2 separate regions of the Arachis hypogaea genome follow, and region 2 is linked to region 1. The links are chromatin contacts, called in public Hi-C maps. All regions are on one chromosome and are shown on one strand. The core of a region is the stretch at or near the end of the contact, and the rest is flanking DNA. Distances in the headings are between cores, read along the strand shown. Region 1 holds the start of LOC112784230. Region 2 has its middle 16 kb from the start of LOC112782600.

What was found. A called contact is a pair of places that touch in the nucleus more often than the background predicts.
Region 2: a contact with region 1 is called in a Hi-C map of leaf, with 2.7 times the contacts expected there. The contact joins the enhancer-like site here to the promoter of LOC112784230 in region 1. A contact is called at or near these places in 5 of 8 Hi-C or Micro-C datasets (leaf and an unstated tissue).

The regions. Positions count from the first base shown.
Region 1 is chr20:43,278,946-43,285,984 of arahy.Tifrunner.gnm2.J5K5, forward strand. LOC112784230 reads right to left here and starts at 2,729. Exons shown (of 5, transcript XM_025827372.3): 1 at 2,353-2,729; 2 at 1,791-2,048; 3 at 1,219-1,302; 4 at 930-1,059; 5 at 266-857. The coding sequence starts at 2,690. The coding sequence ends at 723.
Region 2 is chr20:43,386,469-43,392,891 of arahy.Tifrunner.gnm2.J5K5, forward strand. No RefSeq gene overlaps it. Among protein-coding and RNA genes, the nearest start is that of LOC112782600, 16 kb to the right of the region's middle. Within about 2 kb of position 4,038, at least 1 of the 3 cell types and tissues checked has open chromatin away from gene starts, as enhancers often do.

The sequences.
Region 1 (7,039 bases), core at 1,479-3,978:
TTTAATTAAATTAAAAACTGAATCTTTTTAAAAAATCGCCCGAGTTCAATCAGTTCACGAGTTAGCTGCCGGTTCATTCTGATTTTTTCCCTGGTGGTTTTTCACTTCAACCGAATTAGCTAGGAGATCGGTTCCTGGTCTCAATTGAACCAGCTGGTCCGGTTTGGTTTTCAAAACCATGGATGTTACTCCTATTGACTCCTTTTGTAATATATAATAGTAGTAGATAGTAGATATCACTCATCTTTGTGTTAATACTATCGAAGAAGCAAAGTTGCAATCCTTAATCCGAGGCTAAAATTGATAACATTCTTCAACAAAACCACAACTATACCACATAACCACAACCCACAGCCAAACACCAATTGCTACAACTTTTGATAACCATCTTAAGAACATCGTCAATATAGTAATGGTAAATTGGCTATATTCTTTAGTCAGATTGCTAAGCCTGTATCCATCTCAAACAAACACCAAGAGAACTACATCTTTCATCATTCTCAAAAAACAAAAATGTCTGTCTTCAAGTACCTGCGTATATGCCAATCTTTTTCCCACTCTGTTCTTTTGACGCCCTTTGCATCATTATGATCTCCTCAAGCCTCTTCTGGTGCGAATTGCTCTATTCTGGTTTGTGTCCGCAGGGATCTGAGGTATTTCTTCAGCAACATTTTCAGCACCTGAGCCTTCCTCCAAGCTTTTGTCAGTGCGGCGTGTTTGTATCAGATAATGTGCCACCGATTTGAAACCCAGTTTTGACACCTTATCATACCACCAATTATTTCCAAAACAATAAGATGAAACAAAGTGAAGATGGCACCACTTAAGAAGATTCTGAAATCAATAGCTATTATCACCTGCAATTATTTCCATCCTCTATAATAGAGAGAATAACACAGAAGGGAAGAGCACATTGTGCAGTAACTAACCTTGTGGTATATATTACCGGTGGGCATCCAACCATTTGCCTTACGGCACCGACTGCAGTTGCAGATTCCACGACAAGAAGGGCAAGTCCATTTGGGATTCTCAATGGCTTCTAACAAATTTTCACCATATCTATAGAGTAACACTAGAAAATAATTAGCATTAACCTTAACCGAACAATAGTGACTAACACAAGGATATGGCAAAAGCAGCATTTTCTTTCAAGTATTGAAATCGAAGCAATAAGAAAACTAATCGGCTCAATCTGAACCTCAGCTTAAGCAATGTTACCTTGTGTACAAGCAATCTCCACAAAGCTGCCCTTGAGATAACTCACATCTGTTGCAATTTGTGTGCTGACAAAGAGTTTTCTGCCTGCAACAAAACAAGGAAACAAGTATTACATGGAAGATTTGATGTGACAACTTTATGCATGAACCACAAAGAGGAAGTGGAACCTGAGTTCTTCTATCAAAACACATTTAAGATGATAAGAGGCATTCAAGTACTAATTGCGGCAGAAATAAACAGTTAAACTGCCAGACTCGGCATAAAGCTTTGATATAACAGCATCATAAGTGCATAACCCATGATGGCTCCGATCAAAATTCAAATAGAACATCTACTCTTATAAGATAGTTATGGCAAATGGACCAGGCATTGCAAACAGTATCTAATCAAGGGAAACATAAACCTATCGACATATAAGTAAGTATGCATCATGCATGCATGCATGTGTATCTTCTATCTTGTAACAAAAGTTTCAGAATGAAATAATGTCATGTAGGAATAGAAAATATTAAACCAGTCAAGGAAATCAAAGAGCAACATGAAGTAATAATCAATATAAGCCAGTAAACTACCTGCATTGATGGCATGTCTCCCCCCTGATTGAATCATACATACGGCTCCCATCTACATCACATCCATCTACACCCAGTTCCCAAATGGTATCAGAATCTCCCAGAAGCTTCTCCTGCTCTTCAGTGTAAAATTCTGGGTTTTCACCTTCAGGTATGAAAATCTCAATGTTGTCTTTGCTATCTTTACTTGATGAATCTCGCTTTTCTCTATCCTTTTCTTTATTTTCAGCATAGTTAACTGGTTCTAGGGTCATTATTCTGTAAATCCATGAAATATATATTTCCTTTTTTAAAAAGAATAGCTTTATCCACATCTTTGGAAAATCCAAAAACCATAAGAGTTAAATCGATGTTAAAAATTCCCATAGCTTTATCGTTGTAATGACATATACCCTATTTAAAAATGTGACAAAAATTAAAGTAATGAACTTTAACTACACGGAAGCAAAATCCATGAAAAAAGTGAGAATCTTTCAGCTTCCACTTCACCAAAACGACACACAAACATGGTATCAGTGAACAAAATGCGAAAAAAGAGTAGCAGTAAAAACAATGAGAAAACCTAGAAGAACGCCTTGACGGTAAGGCATTATCAATGTTTTTTTTGGGCCTGGGTTGAGGGTTTTGGTGTTGGGTTTTGAGCTTTTGAGAGAGTTTCAATAATCCAAGCATCTGCATTCGCTCTTGGTTCTCCTTCATCCTTTGGTCCCTAATGTGCTCGTACATTGAAGGTTCTTCATTTTTTCTGAGCCTTTTGGAAGAGCCTCTTCCTTCTCCTCCTCCTTCTTCTTCTTCTTCTTCTTCTTCTTCTTCTTCTTCACTATCATTTTCAGTTTCAATGTCGACATCTTCAGTAGACACTTGTTCACTTTTCATGCTGCTGCGTGTGCGAGTGGCCATTCAGATTCTGGGGTGTTGAAAATGAAAATGAGGAGGGTAAAGAAATATTTTGGTCATCATATCCTTAACATTTAAAACCTTTCATTTCTTTTTTTTTTTTTTTACCAAAGATAAGATACTCGAATTCGCAACCTTTTAATTAAGTACAGAAAAACTAATGTCATTTGAACTATTTTCATTGTCTAAACAGAAAGACTAATGTCATTTAAGCTATTCTTATTGTCTAAAACCTTTTATTTTTGTGACAAATTTTAAATGAGTTTTATATTATTCTATAATTAAATTTGATACTGTTAAATTTGACCGTAATAATTAGTGAATTAGCTATTATGAATATTACATATTATTAATTAAATTATATCTGATGTTAGAAAACATAATTAAAATTTTATTGTAACACTTTTTTTTATATATTTTGCTTCTTATATAAAATCCTAAATCTTAGCAATTAATTATAAAAAAAAATTTACGTTAGTAATTGGTTGGGCTGTATTTGGATGCACTATAAAAACAAAACGAAGGATAATATCACATTTTATAATATGTTTGGTTAAGAAACAGGAACAAAATATACATCTTTATACATATTTTTTAGTTAAATTTTTGTATCAGCCTCCACTTAAGACATATACGTAGTATTTGTTTTGAGGTATTAGAACGAAAACTGAAGAATTGGAATTTAGTATTATGTTTGTTAGTTCAAAGACTGGTACTAAAATTTCAGTCTCTGTCTTCAAAATTTTAGTATTTTAATACTTCTAAAAAGTGATGACACAAGTGACTGAAATTTTTTACGACAGAAATTGAAATTTTAATAATATTTTATATCTAAAATATCCTCATTTCAATTAATTAATTTCAACTTTATCCTTATGCAAATTAAATTAAAATTTTATTCTTATTTCAATCTCTGTTTCCCATGAGACTTATTTCAGTTTTTGTCTTTCAGTCCCTATCTTTATCCCTAATATATTTTGTAAATACTAGAGCTTGCCCTTCCTTTATCAAAATCCTAGCTTCATCTTCTCTTTCATTCTGCAGCTGCGCAACCAACAAAGAAGAAGAAAAGTTCGTCCAATCTGGTGTCATTCCTTCTTATTATTCTTCTTTTTTCTCTTTCTCTTTTGTCTCTTTCCTATGCTTATTGGTATCGTAACTGGAGAAGCAAGAGTGAAGAAGATGAAAAGGCAAAAAAGATGAAAGAAGAGTATGAAAGTGGAGTAAAGAAAATAAATGGTTAAGAAGATGAAAGAAGGTGGATGTTACAATACTCCGGTATTGTTTGGAGTTTTAAAACTCCCTTACATTATTAATATTATAATTAATAATAATTTTATTTTAACCAATTTTTCTTTTTTGATATGGGCAAAGCCCAAGAAAAAAATCCAAACCCACCCGACCCAGATACAACAAGAAATCTAGACCGTGAATCAACTTCTTCTTCAGCCACTATGCTGAAGCAGAAAATAGGGCTGCCTCCCCAATAACCTCAAGGTTCAAAAACGCTGCCGCCCTGTCAGGAGTTCCAAGCCGCCGCCTGTCATTGCACGCAACTCTTCCAGGACGCCGCCAGTCCCTGGTCATTGTTGTGCCACTACAATACCTGGCACGCTTTCCTCTCTGGTCGTGATACTTCCATGGTCATCCAGTGTTTCGACAAGACACTGCTGATCGACTTCTCGCCGTCATAGGTTTAAACTTGGGTTCCATATCTGCCGTTTTGTATATCGAAGACCTGGTGAATCGGCGCTTGTTCCTCTTCTGACCTTCGTTGTTGTCCCGTCATAGGTGGCTTCGTCTGCGTGCTATTACTACTATAGGTAAATACTATCCTCTATGGTTTCACCTTGCTTTTGATTCACTGCAAAAATTTGAATGTTACCTTTTTTTATTTAAATAAAATGTAATAATTTTTCAATCGTCTGTCTGTTTTTTTATTTTTAAATATTGTTAAATCAAATTTTTTGCATTGCAATACCCATTTACTCGTTTTATACTTATTTTATTTTGGGATTTGGCAATTTGTCTTGGTTGATACTAGTTAGTATTTTACTAATAATGTATGTTAAGATTTTTTCTTGCTTGCAAATTGATGCTACTTTAAATGTGATATTGCTATTGATTTGTGGTTATTATATTGTCATATTTGTGATGTTGAATTTTATTCTACTAGTATGTAAATAAAAGTTAAAACTTAAAATAATTTTTAATTGTGATTATTGTTGTAAGCTATTGTGATGATATAATATTTATTCATGATCGCTAAAATTGTTAATTTGTTAATTGAATGGACCCAAAATTGTTTAAACTTTGCATTTTTTTAATCAAAATTTTGTACTCCTTTTTTTTTTGTTTGATTGCTTTTCTTTGAGTTTGAGACATGTGACTTTTTCTATAGTGAATTTTAGTCATTTGATAAAAAAATTTTGTCTGTAAAAATAATGTTATGTAGACTGATACGAACTTATTATTAAGTTTTGTTAATATTTTATGCCTAATTATCATTGTGTAGTGTTTAATTTATTAGGCAAAAAATAAATAACATACATATTTTGGTGTTGTTTGATTTATTCATTTGTAAGTCTAAATTTTGGAACTTTATCTGAAGACATTTTGTCTTATAGTACTTAGTACTCAGATCTTAATTTTTATTACGGTATTGTTTATTTTCAGATTATTTCCTTGCAAATGTCATTCATGGGAGAGGACGAGATAATGGATGAATGTGAGTATGAGCATGAGGATAGTATTTTTTATGATGAGAAGTATTCTGGTGATGAGTCATATTTAGATGAGTTGCAGTTGCAAGAGCAGGAAGAAGAGTTGGGTGATGAGTTAGACGGTGAGGAGATATTTGAAGAATTGACAGATTATGATTATGATGATGCATATGGATTGGATTCAATTGAGGATTTATTGAAACATGACTTTTTAAGTATTGGTGAGGTTGAAGTTGACAAGTTTCACTTTGGAACCCTACCCATTGCTTTTGAATTTTACAACAAATGTTTCAGTGCAAGAAAAGACAAAAACTAGAAGAACTCAAATGACAAGACTTACTTGCAGAGATTTGTGTGTTTTTGACAAGGATACCGATTAGAGAAGTGGTACACTTTGCCAAATAGAAAAAGGGAACCAAAGAATGAGACAAGAACTGGGTGCGAAGCACAATTCCAAGTCAAGTTTGTAAGGGTAAATGGAAGATGGCATGTGACCCGATTTTCAAATGTTCATAATCACAAACTATTGGAAGGACAGTTGAGTAGGTTATTGCCAGGTCATCGGAGTATGTCCAAAGCCGAAATTGCACTCATAAACAACATGCGCAAGTTGGGAATTAGCACATCCTAGGTTTATGCTTTGCTAGCAAGTCAAAGTGGCGGTTTTGACAAGTTGAACTATGGTCCTAAAGACATGTAAAATCAAATAGCTAAGGTGAGGTGTGAGATTCCAGAGGATGTGAGTAGAGTATTAAATTTTTTGAGGAGATGGCTGCAAAGGATAAATCTTTATACTACCAAGAGCTTCGGGCGACGGATGGAAGGTTATTAAATCTCTTTTGGTGTGATGGTTTATGTAGAGAGGAATATGAATTGTTTGGAGATGTTGTTGCATTTGAGGCTACATACAACAAGAATAAATATAGGTTTAATTACTCTATTGGTCCCTATAGTTTTACCAAATTTTTAATTAGGTCCCTATGTTTTTTTTCTTTTTAATTGGGTCCCTACACTATTTTTAATTTTATAATTACGTCCTTTTCATGTTAAAAATGTTAAAATTAACATAATATTTTTACCAAAATACATGCGGTCAAAGATTTAATTAAGTTTTTAATTATAAATACCTTCAATTTACGAAAAAATTTTCAGTTAACTCTAATATTTTTTATACTAGGAATGACTTAATTACAAAATTAAAGCAGTATAGGGACTCAATTAAAAGGAAAAAAGTATAGGGACCTAATTAAAAATTTGGTAAAACTATAGAGATCAACAGAGTAATTAAACCATAAATATAAGTGTCCTTTTGTTGTGTTCACAGGTGTCAACCATCACAACCAAACTATTGTATTTGCTGCATGCATTGTAACAGATGAGACTGATGAGACTTATATATGGGTGTTGCAACAGTTTTTGGAGGCAATGAATGGTAGAGCCCCATCCTCTGTGATAACTGATGGGGCAAGGGCAATGAAGAATGCGATTGAGGAAGTATTCCCTGGTACTCACCACAGATTGTGTGTTTGGCATCTCCTGCGTAATGTAACGACAAATATGTGTAGTCCTCGTTTCACATCTAAGTTTAAGGATTGTATGTTAGAAGATTACGAAATTTCAGTGTTCCGT
Region 2 (6,423 bases), core at 2,788-5,287, 110 kb after region 1:
TTTGGCAGAGAAGTGTTCTTTATAAAGAGAGAACCTCATAGGTCTAGGGCAATATTCTATTCAAAGACTTGTCCATGGAAAGTATACTGCTCAAGAAAGAAGTTTTCACAAGCTTTTCAAATCAAGAAACTTGTGGATGAGCACATCTATGCTAGAAAGAATAAAAGTAGGTTAGTAAAGAGTTATTGGGTGGCTGAAATGTTAAAAGGACAACTTAGAATAAATGGAGTGGTTCAAGATTGAGTGTGACATCAAACCCAACCAGAGGATGATTTACAGGGCAATGGACACAACAAGGAGTAAGATAGAGGGTCATGAGATTGAACAGTATGGTATGTTGTGTGATTACTTGGATGCTTTGTTAAAGTATAATCCTGACTCCATATGTAAGCTAGAGATAACAAGACAGACCCAAAGCACCCCAGATATAGAATGGGACTTGCAACCTTACTTTAAAAGGCTTTACATATGCCTTGATACATGTAGAAAGGGATTCTTAGCTGGATGTATGCCCTTTATATGCTTGGATGGAACCTTTCTCAAGGGATATTTTGGAGGACAATTACTCACTGCAGTTGTTGAGGATGCAAACAACCAGCTGTTTTCCACTGCATATGCAATAGTGGCTTCAGAAACTAAGGACGATTAGAAGTGATTTCTAGAACTACTTCATGATGACATTGGAAATTATAATGATCATGGCTGGAATTTTATGACCGATCAACAAAAGGTAAATGTCTTTAGTAACATTATCATTGTGGAATAATTTATTTATCTAATTTGTTAATTGGTTCTTAAAGTGTATACTAAAGTATTATTTGACTGATCACATGGTCTTATTCCGGCTTTACAAGAGGTAATGTCGGGGGTAAAGCACAAATTTTGCACTATACATTTGTGGAATAATTTAACCAAGAGATGGAAAGATAAGGAGTTGAAGGGTGCATACTGGAAAGGTGCTAAGGCTTTAATAGACAAGGAATTTGAGGCTGGTATGGCAAGGATAAAGAGAATCAACAAAGATGCATGGAGTTATTTATGTAGAAATGAGTCTTGTACTTGGAGTAAGTCTAAGTTTTCAGAGTGGCTAAGAAAAGCAATAATGCTACAATCCTATCAAACTTAGTTGAAACTTTTAAAGTTGCAGTTAAAGATCAAGAAAAACATGTGCAAGTACTAGCCAATGGTAAATGACCGAGTGAATCTGGACCCAACATTAAAGAGTCTTGGCTTTGACATAATGAAAATCGTGCAAGTTGTAAAGAAATTTGTGCAGAATCCAGAATTGAAGGCAACCTTTTGGGGTTTAGACGAGGAAATGATGGCATTCGGACGAGATATAATGGAGAACTTTTAGCGATTATTGGTGTAGTTCGTGGTCTTAGTTGTTAATTTGTTAGAGTTTATTGCTAAACTTACTAGGATATTTGACTAAAATTTACAAGGGTTTAAGTAATTGTTATGAAATATTCACTCACTTTGTAATCAACTAATTCTAGACTTCTCAGCGTTTTCTTAATATTTCTTATGTTATACAAGTGAAGTACACTAGCTATATTGTACCTAAATTATGCATGAATTGAATTTTAGTTATGTTGTGTGATTCTCTATGTTGATTTTCTTGTTTATGCACCTAAGTTATGCATCAGATGTATTTTAATTCTATTGTTCAATTTTTTCTTAAAATTATGTGCAATTTAAATTGCAATCAAATTCTGCATTTGGTATGTTGATTTTTGGTTATTATGTACCTACGTTAAGCATCAGTTTAATTTTAGTTGAATTGTATAATTTTGTACCTAAAATTCTGTACTTCTACAAAAATGTGATCAATTTCTGTATTCTTTCTGTTAATTTTCTACACCTAAAGTATGCATTAGCTGAATTTTAATTGTATTGTGTAATTTTGCCCTAAAATTATATGTTTCCACATATTTATAATCAAATTCTGTATTCTCTTTGTTAATTTCTGTAATTATTATCTTAAACTGTACAATCATGCACTTGAACAATTGTGCAAAACAAAAATAATTGTGTATTAAGTAAAACTATACATATAACTCTTATGCTATTAGTTGTCATACTTCATTATATAAATACATTGTCTTGCAAGATAAAAAAAATATACAGCAATCAAAGTCTATGATATCCCAAGAGCCAACAACAAATACTAGCACTTCTTCCTCACAACTTGTAGATTTATTATTTGTTTTTGCCAAGCTTGTTCTATATGTATTCTTGGAGCCATTTTCATCTGAAATGGCAGAACTTTGATATAAGAATAAAATAATTTGGCTCACAAATTGTCAAATTCAACAATAAATGAAGGAAACAAGAAAGTTTTAACCTTTCACTCCAAGGCCAAGACCAGGAATTAGATTTTGGATCTCTTCATTTTTGTACATTGCAGCTTCGTCCTCCTTTCAATATTCAGAATCTTACCTCTTAGAGAAAGAATGACCTGCACCAAATTCACATCTCATGTATGTTATACAATAAATAAAACAAATAATCAGGACAAGAAAATAGCTTGATGTGTCAACATCGTTAAAAAAGGAAAAAGTTTGATTCCTTCCCTTTGAATTGGACAATATGTTTAAAATGTCAGAACTGTACCAAGCAGAGGTCAACTCTAATTACTCAACTAAAGCTCAAATTTCAATTGGAATTTAATTGCATGCATTGTATAAAAAAAAAAGGGGATAAAGACTCGAGCCTAAACCACCAAAGCACAACAATGGTCCCAAGCATAGTTATCAAAATCAGACTAGACCGGTCGATTTGACTGAAAAATTGGTGAACCAAACACTAATTTGGTTTGGTTTGGTTTAATGTTCTAACTGTTTAAGAAAATAAACCAGATTAAACTGGTAAGAACTGATAAAACTGGCATAAACCGGCCAAAACGACACTCAACCGAACCAGTCAACGAGTCAACCTACACGGTCAACAGTCAATAGGCATTGGGTTTGAGAAAATTTTAAAATATTTCAATGGAAGGAAGTTGAACTTGGGTCTTTTAGGATTTTTATTTAATAAATTAAATAAATATTTTATTTACTGAAATAAATAATTATAAAAATTATTACGAAAATACATCCCTCAGTCATATCTCGTTTATAGTGTAAACAAGATAAGACTGACGAGATAAGGTTAGAGATGCCTATATATAAATGTCGTTTACAACGAGGTTCTGGGCTCCAGTTCTAACCTTTCCACCACTTTCTCGTCTCTTCTACCCCTTTCTGACTATATTATCGAGTTAGACAAAGATGACGTGCGTAGATGCACGTGATCGGGACATCAACAGGCTGAACGCAACATGGCACTACGCCGGGCAGCGGACTTTGAGGTTAGTTTCATTATCTTGATGTTTATGTAATCTCATATATGTATAGCCATGGTTAGGATACTTCTTAAGAACAAGAATACAATTTGTATCATTAGGAACAGGTCACTGATAGTAACTAATAATTCTAGGAATGCGGTTATGAGTTTTTGGTAATTAAGTTGTTAACTACATAATTATTAATTTAGAGTTTAAATGCTGGGGTAGATGTTTTCCAACCGTTAGGGTTAGTTTATTGGTCACACGTTTCTTAATTTATTAATTTAGTTATTAACTATTCAAGTTTGATAATTAGATTATTAAGTTAAAGTTTGATAATTAGATTATTAATTATTTTATTGAATGTTTTAATTTCACGTAACGTATTGAGAAAATGTGTATTAGTTAAGTAAGTACATATTAATGGAAAATATCGTGTCGACATAAATTAAGTTAGTACATACGTGTAAAATTCTGTTAAGCAAATGTATAGAATAGTTAAGCCAGTTTGATATATTGATAGACCTATACAAATTTTTTATAAGCAATAATTGTGAAATATTTTTTTTATGTCAGAGGCCTCGCTTACTTCTGCCCCGGCGAGTGAGCCACACGCTTCCACCACCCAACGCCATCGTCCCGTATCTGAGGGAGGCTGGATTCGGCGACATGATTCCTCTCAGGGATTTCGTATTCAACAACTCCTTGATCACGGTATTCATGGAGCGATGGCGTCCGGAGATCCACATGTTCCATCTATCGTGGGGTGAGGTCACTATCACCCTGTAGGACGTGGCGTACCACCTTGGGCTACACGCACATGGGGAGCCAGTTGGGGGTGCTTCCGTGGTTTCTACAGGTGGTACGGCATGGAGACATGGGAGTTGGTGGAGCAGCTGCTCGGTGCCAAACCTCCGGTGGTTCCACAGCAGGGGGCATAGAGGAAGGAGTCGTTCTAGCTGAAGCTTACATGGCTGCGGGACCGTGTCCGCCATATGCCATAGATGAACGACCCGGAGACACTCTGACAATATGCGAGGTGTTACATCTTGTTACTGATCGAGGGGTACCTAATGATGGACAAGTCAAACAACTTGGTCCATCTGCGGTGGCTGCCATTGCTTCAGGACTTTGAGCGGTGCCGTGGGTTGTCTTGGGTAGTGGAGTGACTGAAAGAGGCCACAGTCACACGTACGCACCACTAACCAAACTCGGAAGGAACCTTACGATCAACCCTCGAACGGCTCTAACTCCTCCACAATAAACACGGAAGCCCGTCAATCACAATGAGTAACACGCATCTTCGGGATGCCTTCTCTGTTCTTCTCAATGGCTTTCATAAGCCTTTAGGAGAAGGAATTTCCAGCTGTCGATTATGACTGTGCCTCCCTGCCCTTCGTGACGAACAACATCTGCAACTTCTCGTACGTGATGCACATGATGATAGAAATCAGCAAGTATCGTGTACCCTTGAAAACTGCATTCATGCACTTCGACAGATTTGTTGTCATATGACCGAACTGGCAATCGCAGTCGCAGTGTTATAGCGAGGGACGGACCCAAGTATAAAGAAGAGGGGGCATTTGCTCCCACAAAGATTTTAAAAAAAAATATTAATAATTATATATTGATGTATATATTTATCTCTTTATTATATTATATTTTCTCCCAACATAAAATATAAACTATTTTTTTGTGTTTTATATTAAAAAATATTTTGTTAAATTTAACATATAATAATAATTATTTTATTAAATTTGATTTAGTATAAAAATTAAAAATAAATAAATAAACCAACTTATAAAAATAGTAATAATTAACTTCTTGATACTAGCTAATTAGTTGATAATTAAATTAAAACTTAATTTTCTAATTAAATACAATCAAAATTATTAGTAATTTTTTAGAAAATTATTTAGGATAAAAATATATTATCTATATATTAATATACTGTATTAATATTCTTTATTAAAATGGTCTTGAATATAGTAATTATTACTTTAGTTAAAAAATTTATTTATACCATAAATACTATAATAAGTAGATTTCACAATTGAATACGAGATAATGAATAACTAAATAATTTTTGAAAAACATATAAAAAAATAATATTTAATCATATCAAAAATATAAAAAAAAATATTATAAATGATATTTTCATTATTTTAAATATTATAATATGTGTGAAATTATCTTTTCATCATTTTAAATATTATAATAAGTGTGTGTACAGACATTTGCATGTGTAGTTCTAGTTTTTTCAATACATATAGATGGTTCTAATTTAAAGTTTAAATATATCTAAACCAACTTGAGATAGGCGAGTGATTAACTCAGTCATCTACTTTGAGTTCAAATTTCGCCTCGTGTATATAACAACTCATTATCTCGTGATAAACTCTTAAATAGAGTTTAGATCTACGACGGGTTAATTCTTAACCTGTAAAGTACCATGGAAAACAAAAAAATATATCTATACCTAAAGTTTACTTTGTATATTTTGAATTAAACTCTAAAATAGTCCCTGAGATTGACGTCGTGCATTAAAATCATCCCTGAGACTCCAATTGCACCAATTACGTCTCTAAAACTGACAAAAGTGCACCACGTTAGTCCCTGACCTATTTTTCATTAACGACGTGATGACATGACTTGATGATGTGGGCTGTTAGTGACACGTGTCACTCCATGGTTTAGCCACGTGTAATGGTATGATGATGTGGTGACCAGTGACACGTGGCATGCTGATGTGGATGGTTGTGCCACGTGTTACAACAGTATTCGACCACGTGTCGTCCATTATGTCATCATTGTAGATGCACTAAATTAGTCCCTCACTTTACATTAAGTGACTCATTTTAGTCCCTAAAATTGAATGCCGTGCACTAAACTAATTCCTTCACCAATTTTTTCTCATTTTTTTAAATTTAAAATTTTCAATATCTTGTATCCACTCATTTTAATTCTATTTTTTCAATATGCATATTTTTACCGGTTTTCCGGTCGAACCGACCAATTCGATCCAATTCTGATAACAATGCTTCCATAATAATTTTTATAATTATTTATTTCAATAAATAAAATATTTATTTAAT